Linked DNA regions of Zea mays: region 1 is linked to region 2. Evidence: chromatin contacts called from public Hi-C data. All regions are on one chromosome and are shown on one strand. Each heading gives the region's core, a stretch centred on a gene start, on an enhancer-like site or on the middle of the called end of the contact. The rest is flanking DNA. Distances are from core to core; before and after follow the strand shown.

What was found. Hi-C and Micro-C count contacts between places; a contact is called where the count stands out from the background.
Region 1: a Hi-C map of ear shows a contact between it and region 2, with 6 times the contacts expected there. The contact joins the promoter of LOC103630717 here to the promoter of LOC100278444 in region 2. A contact is called at or near these places in 4 of 25 Hi-C or Micro-C datasets (ear, leaf, root tip and 1 more) and 1 of 3 datasets of contacts at active chromatin or transcription factors (seedling).

Annotation. Positions count from the first base shown.
Region 1 is chr6:175,315,632-175,320,871 of Zm-B73-REFERENCE-NAM-5.0, reverse strand. It overlaps LOC103630717 (MACPF domain-containing protein NSL1), which reads left to right and starts at 1,833. Exons shown (of 5, transcript XM_008651765.4): 1 at 1,833-2,941; 2 at 3,041-3,314; 3 at 3,418-3,601; 4 at 3,718-3,884; 5 at 3,986-4,944. The coding sequence starts at 2,400. The coding sequence ends at 4,690. LOC100278856 reads right to left here. Exons shown (of 17, transcript NM_001151995.3): 17 at 5,032-5,240. The coding sequence ends at 5,236.
Region 2 is chr6:175,022,428-175,027,868 of Zm-B73-REFERENCE-NAM-5.0, reverse strand. It overlaps LOC100278444, which reads right to left and starts at 2,528. Exons shown (of 18, transcript NM_001352621.1): 1 at 2,169-2,528; 2 at 1,899-2,079; 3 at 1,594-1,797; 4 at 1,321-1,498; 5 at 1,038-1,237; 6 at 257-522; 7 at 74-172. The coding sequence starts at 2,377. It overlaps LOC100274387 (S-adenosyl-L-methionine-dependent methyltransferase superfamily protein), which reads left to right and starts at 2,702. Exons shown (of 3, transcript NM_001148747.1): 1 at 2,702-3,297; 2 at 3,426-3,539; 3 at 3,621-4,034. The coding sequence starts at 2,769. The coding sequence ends at 3,769. LOC100273076 reads right to left here. Exons shown (of 7, transcript NM_001352619.1): 5 at 5,330-5,441; 6 at 4,710-4,847; 7 at 4,255-4,620. The coding sequence ends at 4,474.

The DNA of each region.
Region 1 (5,240 bases), core at 584-3,083, 290 kb before region 2:
GATTGATCATCCCATCATATTTCTCCAGAATTTGGGGCAAACTTTTTGTGGCTAGTCCGCATGGCAAAGTACCGAAGTGAGATCCATGCACCTGGGCCTGATTGGATGGGCTCGTTGGCAAATGCATGCGTTGTAGGGGGGCATCGAAACATGAAACTATGGCTGGTGGCCTTTTTCCTCATTGTGAGGGCCCTGAGGTATATGTCGTACCATTCATGGTGTCGTTTAGGTAGCTGGCATGGTGCTCAGGGCTGACACCGAGGTGGAGCCCTACATCGTGGCTCTATAGGATAAGGTACAACCTCAACATGTTGGACCTGAAGAAACCATAGCTTGGGCTCGAGAGCATGCAGATGAAGGGTCCCAATCAGTTGTACCTCTAAGTGAGGTTGTGCGGGAAGAGATGGACTTGACCCTAGCGAATATTTAGGAGAATTTTTTCTTCTGAATCTTACAGATTTCTAAGTCGTCCCATACCAATTCCTTTAGCACATTTCTCAAATGAGAAAATTGATAGGGACTTAGTGAACAAATTGTCGAGATTAGAACTTGATTTGGTTTGCAAGATATTTATTTATTCTCATATTGTAATTCATGAGGATAAAACAATTTAAGAGAAATATGTTTATTAATATTGTGTTTTATATAACTCGTTTGCATCTTTGTGACTCGAGCCACATTATCTTCATATACAATATTGGTGAGTCCATAACACCAATACCACAAAACCGTTGCACGTGGCTAATCATCGCTAAGTCAAACACATTCACAAAATGGTTATTCCACATTGTAAGCTCGTTTATGATTTGCCATTACGGGGGATCGGATAAATATTTGGCGTTTATGTATCCAACCACATCAGAATTTGTGCCTATATAGTCCAAGATCTCTTTATACCATTCACATTCACACTCACATATATGAGGATATATGTTTGATTCCTATCCAATGACATTTGGTGGGCGAAGTATTTTGTCGAGCTAGAAAGCTCACTGCAAATGCAACATCATGGTCTGATGTGATTTACAAGGTACATGGACGACACTAGTATATGGGCATCATGTGGTCTGAATTGGTCTGTTTTCATTTCTAAAGATCAAATAACTATAGGTTTTTTTTGGAGGGATATGATTTGTTCATATTGAATTTTGCTAATACTTTCTCGGTATAGCTATAGGCACACTAAAGTTCTAGTCGGAAGGTGCGCAAGTTGTAAGCAAAATTTAGTGAGATCCAAATTTCGACTCGAACTTCGCCTCTTTAGGTAATGATATTTAAATCGTCAACATACATGGGTTGGATAGGACGCAAAATTATGTTTGTGACTTTTAAATAAATCGTCAACATACATAGTGATCTGACTGAAGATTTTGTTGGTTCGTCGTTGGACGGCGCCACGCCAGAGACCAGTGTCGTAGGCTCGTAGCGGAGTGTGCCGCGTACTGCTGACCCTCCACGAACCTTCGTCGTACGCGTGAGAAAGGTCTCTGGTCAGATCTAAGTGAACTGAGACGAGAAATTCATCAGTGTCGACACGGACACACGGCCGGTTGCAGACCATGGAAGTTTCCAAGGCCAGGCAACACAGAAAGACCAAAATTTTAGTTCACTGCCATGGAAGATGGCTGGGGAAAGTGACACACCAGCAGGCAGCAGCCTCGTCCGGTCGTCCCTATGCGCGACGGTTTTGGAAACCTGACTCCTAAAAAATCATTAGGCTTTCTTTCTTTGTTTGTTTCTTCTCCAAATAGAAGACCAGAACATTGTCTCAACAAATATACCACACGAGACAAGCAACCACTAGCTGCAGCTTGCACATATAGAACAAGCAAAAATGAGACGACGAAGCAGCAAGACTCCCGCCGCAGGACTGCTTCCTTCGTATGATCGTATCCTACGTCCTGACCCCAGCCCGCCCGCGGTCTCCTACAAATCCCCGTGCCCGACTGCCCGTAGCCCCCCCAAGCTCCGGCCTCCGGCTGCCCCGCCCCCGCGACAGCGACTCCGCCCCCAGACCTCGTCAACCCGCCGCCCGCACGTCACTCCACTAACGTGTCCCCCCGGCCCACCATACCCGATGGTTCCCCGCCACCCCACGACCTTGACCTCGCCCGGGCCGCGCCGTCGCTGTCCCCGCGCCTGCAGCCCCCGCACGCAGCCCCACCCCCGACGCCACACACTCGCACACACTACCGGACCAGGGCGACCAGAACGCTGCGACGGGCTGCGCTGCGCAGTCCACGCCACGCCACGCCGCACGGCAGGCCGACGGAATAGTACCGTGCCGTTGGCGGCACGTACAGCAGTTCAGGCCGGCCTTCCCCTCGCGGCTCTGTCCGTTATAATCCGCACGACCGCACGCACGGTGCAGAAGTAAGGGCTGGGACCACCGGACGACGATGCGGGGCTCCTCGGGCGCGCGCATGACCGCGCAGGACGCGGCGGAGGCGGCGGTGGGCGCGGTCGGGTGCGGCTACGACCTGACGGGGGACCTCCGCCTGGGCCGCGCCAAGCCTGGTGGCCGGCTGGTGGACCTCGACGGCGCCGGGAAGGGCCCGGGGACGTCCCAGTCCGCGTCCCCGTCGCCGCGGGAGCTGGCGTTCCCCGGCGGGGCCGCCGTGGCGGGCGTGCCGGCCGGGGTCGTCGCCGGCAAGGGCGAGCGCGCGCGGTTCCGCTCCGACGTGCTCCCCTTCGCGCAGATGGCGGAGGAGGTGAACCGGTCGCTGTCGCTGCCCGCCAGCAAGATCCCCTCGGGCGCCTTCAACGCCATGTTCGACTACCGCGGGTGCTGGCACCGCGACGCCGCCGCCACGCGCAGCCTCTGCTTCGACGCCCGCCTCGTCGAGCTCTACAGCGTCGAGGCCGTGCGCGCCAGCCTCGCCCTCAGGGACCACGTCAGGCGGGACCTCCCGCCCGTCTGGGACCCCGCCGCGCTCGCCGAGTACGTACTGTCGAGTCCACCGTCCCAGCAGCAGCGGTGACTGGTGATGGGTCTCGAAAGCTCATGATGGTGCTGCTGCTGCTAGCTCCCTCCCTGCAGGTTCATCGACAAGTACGGGACTCACGTCATCGTCGGGGTGAAGATGGGAGGCAAGGACGTGGTGTGCGTGAAGCAGCTCAAGGGCTCCAGCCTCACGCAGAGCGACGTGCAGGCCCGGCTCAAGGAGCTCGCCGACGACAGGTTCTCGGAGGATTCCACAGCAAGTTCCAATTCTTCCACCGCGGGAGGCGGCAGGTTGTCGCAGGGGCTAAACGTTGGGCCCGGATCGGCCGCCTGGCAGTCCTTCAGATCACCCGTCGTGTCTCACAAGGATGTAAGCAAGCACGTACTGTTGCGGTTTTGCATTCTACTGCACTGCTCGTCACCAAGAAAATGTGAATAACGAACGCCCTTAGAACGTGGTGGGATCCTCGCAGGACATGGTGTGCATTCACGTCAGGAGAGGCGGCGTCGACAGCGGCCAGGGCCACGGCAAGTGGCTCTCCACCATCACCGGCTTCCCGGACGTCATCTCCATGTCGTTCGTGCCCATAACGAGCCTGCTCACCGGCGTCCGGGGCAGCGGCTTCCTCAACCACGCGGTGAACCTCTACCTCAGATGTATGTACTGTTAGTCTGGTCTGGTGGAGTCGTCTGGTGTGTGATTGTGTTGTGTTGGATGTGCTATCTAATCGTCGGTTGCTCATCCGGTTTTCCTGCTCGTAACGTGGAGGCAGACAAGCCGGCCATAGAGGAGCTGCAGCAGTTTCTCGAGTTCCAGGTGCCTCGGCTCTGGGCTCCAGAGTTCGGTCAGCTCCCGCTCTCCCTCCAGAGGCGGAAGAACATCCTGCCGTCTCTCCAGTTCACCCTCATGGGCCCTAAACTTCACGTCAACACTGCCAAGGTAAGTCACCCGCTAGCCGGCCATCGAACACAACACGACGGCATTCGCATTCCCAGTTCGGGACTTCTTTTAATCCATCGGTGCTCTCTTCTCCCGTACAGGTCGACTCCTGCCTCCGCCCGGTGACCGGCATCCGGCTGTTCCTGGAAGGCAAGAAGAGCGACCAGCTGGGCGTCCACCTGCAGCACCTGTCGGCGACGCCCGGCGCGATCACGGTGCTCGGCGAGGCCGCGTCCTCGGCGGACGACGCGGCCGCCGTGAACGAGCGCGCCTACATCGAGCCCGTCCGGTCGCCGCTGCTCTCGCACATCTGCACGGCGCCCGTGCAGTACAACGGCGCGCTTATCGACGACTGCGCCGCCATCGTCACCAGCGCCTGGCTCGAGGTGCGGGACGCCTGCTGCCTCAAGAAGGTGCTCTTCCTGCGCCTCGGCTTCTCCGGCGTCGCGGACATGAAGATCCGCCGCTCCGAGTGGGGCGGGGCCCTGGTCGCGCCGCGCAGGTCCGGGTCGCTGTCGGCGCGCCTCAGCGCCGCGCTGTCCGGTGGCCTGGCGCCGGCGCCGCCGGCGGTGGAGGAGAAGGTGGAGGTCAACTCCGCCATATTCCCCAAGGGCCCGCCGGTGCCGCTCCCGGTTCAGAAGATGGCCAGGCACATCGACACCACCGAGGTGAGCAGGGGCCCCGACGACCTGCCGGGCTACTGGGTCGTCACCGGCGCCAAGCTCTGCATGGAAGGCGGCAAGGTTGCGCTCAAGGTCAAGTACTCGTTGCTCATCGCAGTGCAAGAGGACCCTGAAGGACACTGACGCTTTGAGGCCTCCATTGCCGTCGTCGACGCCTCAACTCTCTCTGTCTGTGTTGTGTTGCGGCGGTGTAAAGTTCAGTTGTGGGCAACTACGTTGTACAGAATACAGTGTGCCCAGAGGCTGATGTTTTTTTGGTTTGTTCACTCAGTTCTTGCAAATCTAGGAACAGTTTAGGTTTAGATATAATACTGAGAAATTACCTGATTCGATTGAGCATTCAATACATGAAAAATTAGTGCCGGCTGCATCTGCAATTTCATCAAAATTTGGCACGGTCCTGCAACAGATGATTTTCTTTCGCAGGTAGGGGCTGCATAAGACATCCACAAAGCAAAATAGAAGAAACAACATCTTTGCTTTGTAAGTTTAGGTATTGTGCCAGTCTCAGTGAATTCAACTACACATTGTCCTCCCCATCGTCCAGGTACATCATATATATGTCTGTTACCCATAAGCCAACCGTATGAGACGCAGGGCACGCTCAGTTACCTCCTAGCTACGCTGTGAGAGTGATCGTTTACTTTGGGTGAATACTCGAGGGCACCTTAAA
Region 2 (5,441 bases), core at 1,279-3,778:
TCAATAAAATGTCAATTTTAGTGGTACTGTGAAAAGCATTAAAATAACCATTACTTAATTAATAGTGTGTTACCTTTCCCTTAGAATAGACTTAGCACCAGAGTGTTTCAAATTAATCGAAGCAGAGACTAAGTTTACAGTCTTTTTTGCTGAATGTGTGCTTGTTTCAGATCTGAATAACACCAAAATGATTATTATTTTAAATGTTGATAGAATGCTAGTACCAAATGTAGTAATTCCAAAATCAGAATTCGACCTCTTATTGGCATTGAGAGATCTTGTTGCTTTTACTGCAATGTTATTAACTTGGGTTTTGTATGGCTTCTCCAGCACGGGACTTTGTTGTTGGATAGAAGACAATAACGATCTTGACAAATTCTTATTGTTCACTGAAAGCTTTACATTTGACTTTGAACAACCTTTTGTGATTAAGGATAAGTTGTACCGTTGTTCATTGACCACTTGGCTTGAGCGTGAAGCCAAGCTTAGAGTAGAGATTGCATCTTGGCATGAGACTTCATCCTACACTAAGAATGCATAGCATTAGATCGGCATAGTAACAAGAATGCATAGCATTAGATTGGCATAGTAGCAATAACAATGCATCAATTCCAATAGTATGGTAAGGTAAAATATAGAATGTTATAACAAATAATGCAACCTAACTTTAGAAATGTGTATTCTGTCAAACAAAAACAACAAAGAAGATATAGAATAGCGACAACAAAAAATGTATCTGTATACATTCTTTTTTAGCAGCTACATGGATATACTATCTTTTGAGTTTTAACAAAAGGCAATACAGAATATACTTATATGTTTTATTTTAAGAAATATGTTGTTGAGCAACATTGTTAAAACCACCTTCAACTTTATAGAGATTCTTTTATCAAAACCGACAAAAAATAACAATAAACATAAAATAATGTAAACATTTAATCTATGATATGTGAAGTCATTTATTTTTCTTAATATTTATCTTAAAAATCACCAAAAAGAAATACATAATACAAAATATTAAGACCAACTATCCTTACCAAACATGCTATTAATAAAGCACCACCTGTCTTGGATAAAGAGTCTTGCAAAATATGGGTTATTTTGCTTTTTCTATAGGGTATGAAGCTCTGGTGGCTGTTTAGAGCTTGCACAACATCCATCACGGCATATAAGGACTTCTTGGAATTTTGTTGAACAAATCTTTCACCATGGCTCTTTTGCTTATCATTGATATGGTCTAATAAAAATTAAAGAATAAAATTTTATTTAGTCATATAATGTAGAATATAAAATTGCAGTTCACGTATGCAAAGTACATACCTGCCAACTCAAGAAAATGCATTTTTGATACAGAGGATTCTTTGCCATTCTGATCAGATTTAGAAATAAAAATAATAAAACCATTGTGTCCTTTAGCTTTGGAAACTTTGGTGCGATTTTGGTGTTTGTCACTATCATAACACAAATTCTGAAACTCCTGAATTGAATTGATTTCAACCTGCGTTAATTGATTAATTTCAGTTTGTGTGATTGAGAAAATGAAAAGACAAGAACATGAATTCAGAAAAAAAAAAGTGTAAGAAAATAGGATACCATAGAGAGGCCCTTCAGATGAGTCCTTCCATCAGCATCCTCTCGCACAAGGACCTCGTTGTTCTTAGGATCCAAAAGATCAAAGACATGGCTGTCTTGAAGCACATGATAAGAGGAAACACTGACAGTTGCCCTAATAGGTTTGGCATAGTCAAATATTCGCTCCATGGCCATAGTGAGCAAGCCCGGTTGATGATCGGACCCCTGAATTGGAAATTTAATTGAGTGAGCTTGATTGAAGACATGCAGTTAAGATATGCAATTCTTACAATTAGCATGAATATAAATAAATGAAAGAAACATACTATAACAAGGTGGGTTTTGCTAGTGGAACCGCAAGTGACTACACATGCGTGGTTGTGGCCATCAGAGGAGAAGATTTTATCCACAAGCTGTTTAACCTCGTTGTGAAAAATGTCTGTGTACGAATCGTCGTTGAGATAGCACCAATCGAGTTTGTGCTCGCGATGTTTGCGGTGGGTCATACTTCAGCAACCCAAAGCCAAAATAAGTCAGATTAGTTGATGAGATCGGCCGGATCTTAAATAAGCTAGAGGAAAAGCAACCAGACTCACTTAGAAAGAGCAGACTCCTTGATTATGGGGACGAATGAGACGGAAGCGGAGGAGGAGTTAGCCGGATCGGGAACACGGGCGGAGACCTGCATGGATCCAGTGGGGTCTCCGCCCGGGCAAATCTTCGCCACTACTCTGACGGGAGCGGTCCTGATCCACGGAGAGTGATAAGGGAGGCTCGGAGCAGCGGTGCAGGCTGCTTCTTCCATCGTACCTTTTATCGGGTGTAGGGGATGACTGGATGACGACGAGGGACGGAGGGCGTCGGGGGCCGCGGGAAGGGAAGAGGAGGGAGGTGACGACGAGACGGTGCCGCTGAGGAGGAAGAGGAAATTGTTTCGTGTGGTAGCCGTTGCTCGTGAGGAGCGCCGAGCGCCTGACCTGCCCTCGTCCCCTTTTGAATTGCGTCCCAAACTCCCAATCGAGTGGGGCGCGGAGGAGCAGGATGGCATTGCGTTCGCACAAGGACAAGGACGGAGGAGGAGCCATTACCGCTGGGCCTTGGACAAACTAACGGCCGGCCCATATCGGCCCAACACTCACGTTTCTCCAGACACAGAGGGCAGAGCGCCGCCGCCGCCGCCGAGTCAAGGAACAAGGATGATGGGCAGTGGGATGGGCGCGTACGGCGGCGCGCTGCGACCGGTGGAGAGCGCGGCCGGGGAGACGATGCTGCTGTGGGGCCTGGGGCAGCCCGAGTCGCACCGCAACAACGCGCTGGTCCGCCAGGCGGCGCACGCCTTCGAGCTCGACGCCTGCGGGCGGCGCCTGTCCCTGCTGCAGTCCCCCTCCTCCATGGCCACCCCGGGGGTCACGGGGGCGGTCGTCTGGGACAGCGGCGTCGTGCTCGCCAAGTTCCTCGAGCACTCCGTCGACTCCCAGCGGCTGCTCCTCCGCGGCGCGCGCGCGGTGGACCTCGGGTCCGGGTGCGGCTTGGTGGGGTGCGTCGCCGCCCTGCTGGGCGCCCATGTGGTCCTCACCGACCTCGCCGACCGGCTCAAGCTGCTTAGGAAGAACGTCGCCCTCAATGTCGACGACCCCCACGTCCCGGGCTCCGCTCGGGTCACGGAGCTTGTGTGGGGCGACAATCCTCACCATGAATTGCTCGAGGAGCCACTGCCCGATTTCGGTCTGCTCGCGTTTGTCTTTTTTTTCTTCTTCTCCTTCTGTGTTTCTTGCATGGACATTCAACTCCTGTCTGCTTCTGATTCATCTTCATAGAATACGATTGATGTCATGATCCTTCAATTCTTTCAGTGCTTGGCTCCGACGTCATATACAACGAGGAAGCTGTGGACGATCTTCTGATCACTCTCAACCAACTCTCAGGGAAGCACACTACTATACTTCTAGCTGGGGAGCTTCGCAACGGTAAGGCTTCTCTTTTTGCGTCCTCTGTTTCCTTTTGGACTGACCAGACGCCATATAAATGTTTTGCATATGATTGTATAGATGCTGTGCTGGAGTGCTTCTTGGAGGCAGCCATGGAGGACTTCCTAATTGCGTGCATCGAGCAGGACCAATGGCACCCTGAATTCCGCAGCAACCGTGTAGCCTTGTTTATCTTGGTCAAGAAACCAGAGAAACCTAGCGCAGAGTAGTCGTCTGTTCCTCGCCTTGGTGTAGAACAAGGATAGGAGGCATCTGGGTTTTCCCTTTTTCCAATTCCAATTATGTTGTTGCGATAGCCAAGGTTTTAGCGCCGGCTTAAGCCATGGAAGTTTGATAGCTCATTGTATGGTTTGCTTGCAACCTATTCTGAAAGTTTGTACAAGAGTGAAAGAAAGGATTTTAGATAACCGATGTCTGAAACTGCAAATGATCTCAGTGGTGGCAACACCTAAAAGCTGATATGTGAGTTTGGACAAGGATGTGCACAGTGGTAGTACAAAGATAGTTTTGAAATGAATTTAAAGAGAAGTCCAGAAACTTATGACAGTACAGAAAGCTCAATAACGAATTGTATTCATTTTATTTGGTTTATGCTTAAACAGTAGTGAAATATGCAAGTATACAACTAGTAACTGTGGCTCTATGAGCTCTATTCCTGATAATATTAGCTGCGTGTAGTTTATGAAACCCATTTGAGTGAATTTTGCGTATCCGTCAGACTGGCAATTCTTGATATTACATACTAGTCTTTACACTTTACAATTTGCCTCTAATGATTTCTTGAAAGTTTATGGAGTCCCCAGTCAGGTAACCTGGCCATCAATTTCCTGATAAGTTATTGTCCAGCATTTCTATGCGAGTTCTCGCCAACAGTCTACATTCTACCGGAAAAAAATGCTCTTATTTGTGTCTGTCATCTTGTTGAAGCTGCCTGACGGATGAGCCTGAGGGACTCGGCGAAGTCGTCCAAAAGCTGATGAGAGTCTGGAAACTGAGCATCATCCACTGCGAGGACAAGCTTGATGGAGTTCGTATAGCTTTGGTAATGTATAGTCAGAGCCTACACACATTAAGATGAGATAATTAAAAATGAGAATCTGGAAGTTGTTCGAGTGTTCGATAGTAGTATTAATGACTAGCGAGCGTTACATGTGGATGCCCGTAGACAGAGGGAGCGATGTAGACGATTGGATGGCCGTAGAACTCCACCTTCTCAGCAGGTCCGACCATGCTTGAGAATGACATGGTCGTATTTGTGAACATACCATAGCAGAGAGCTGCTGCAGCCTGTACAAGTTTCACAGTTAGAGCCAAGCATTCCAGAGTAGTCAAGAGAGAGTTCAAACTGGTCCAAGGTGTTAATTTGCAAAAGATCAGATTCTTGTCATGTGACCTCTGGTTACAACAAAATGCCCAAAAAAAAACTTGCTGTCACTTGTAAGGGTGAAAAAATCACAGCGTTCAGACTCATGTGATCCTGCCAATTTACAGCAGTCCATGACAAGGCTATGCATTTTGATTTGTCCTTTTAGAGAGAATACATGCAGTTGTGACTTTTACTTACTCTTATATGGTTTCTACAAAATCTGGGTTTACCTCTGTCAAAAAAGTGAATTTTAGTTTGTTTCTTCGGATTTAAAGTTTAAACAATCCAAATGATCAGTTTGAACTTAAAATGGATTGCGTCGAACTGCCAAAACCTAACAATTCTACAAGCAAATCAAAACCAATAACCAAAGAAAACATGTTGATATCTGAGTAGATCATACCTTCATGCCAAATAGTTTGACTATTAGGTTCCCACTCCAGTACGTGAAAACCGCTTCTAATGAAGCCTTCTTCCTTTGAGCTGTCCTTTTCCCTTGGCGGATGTATTCAAGA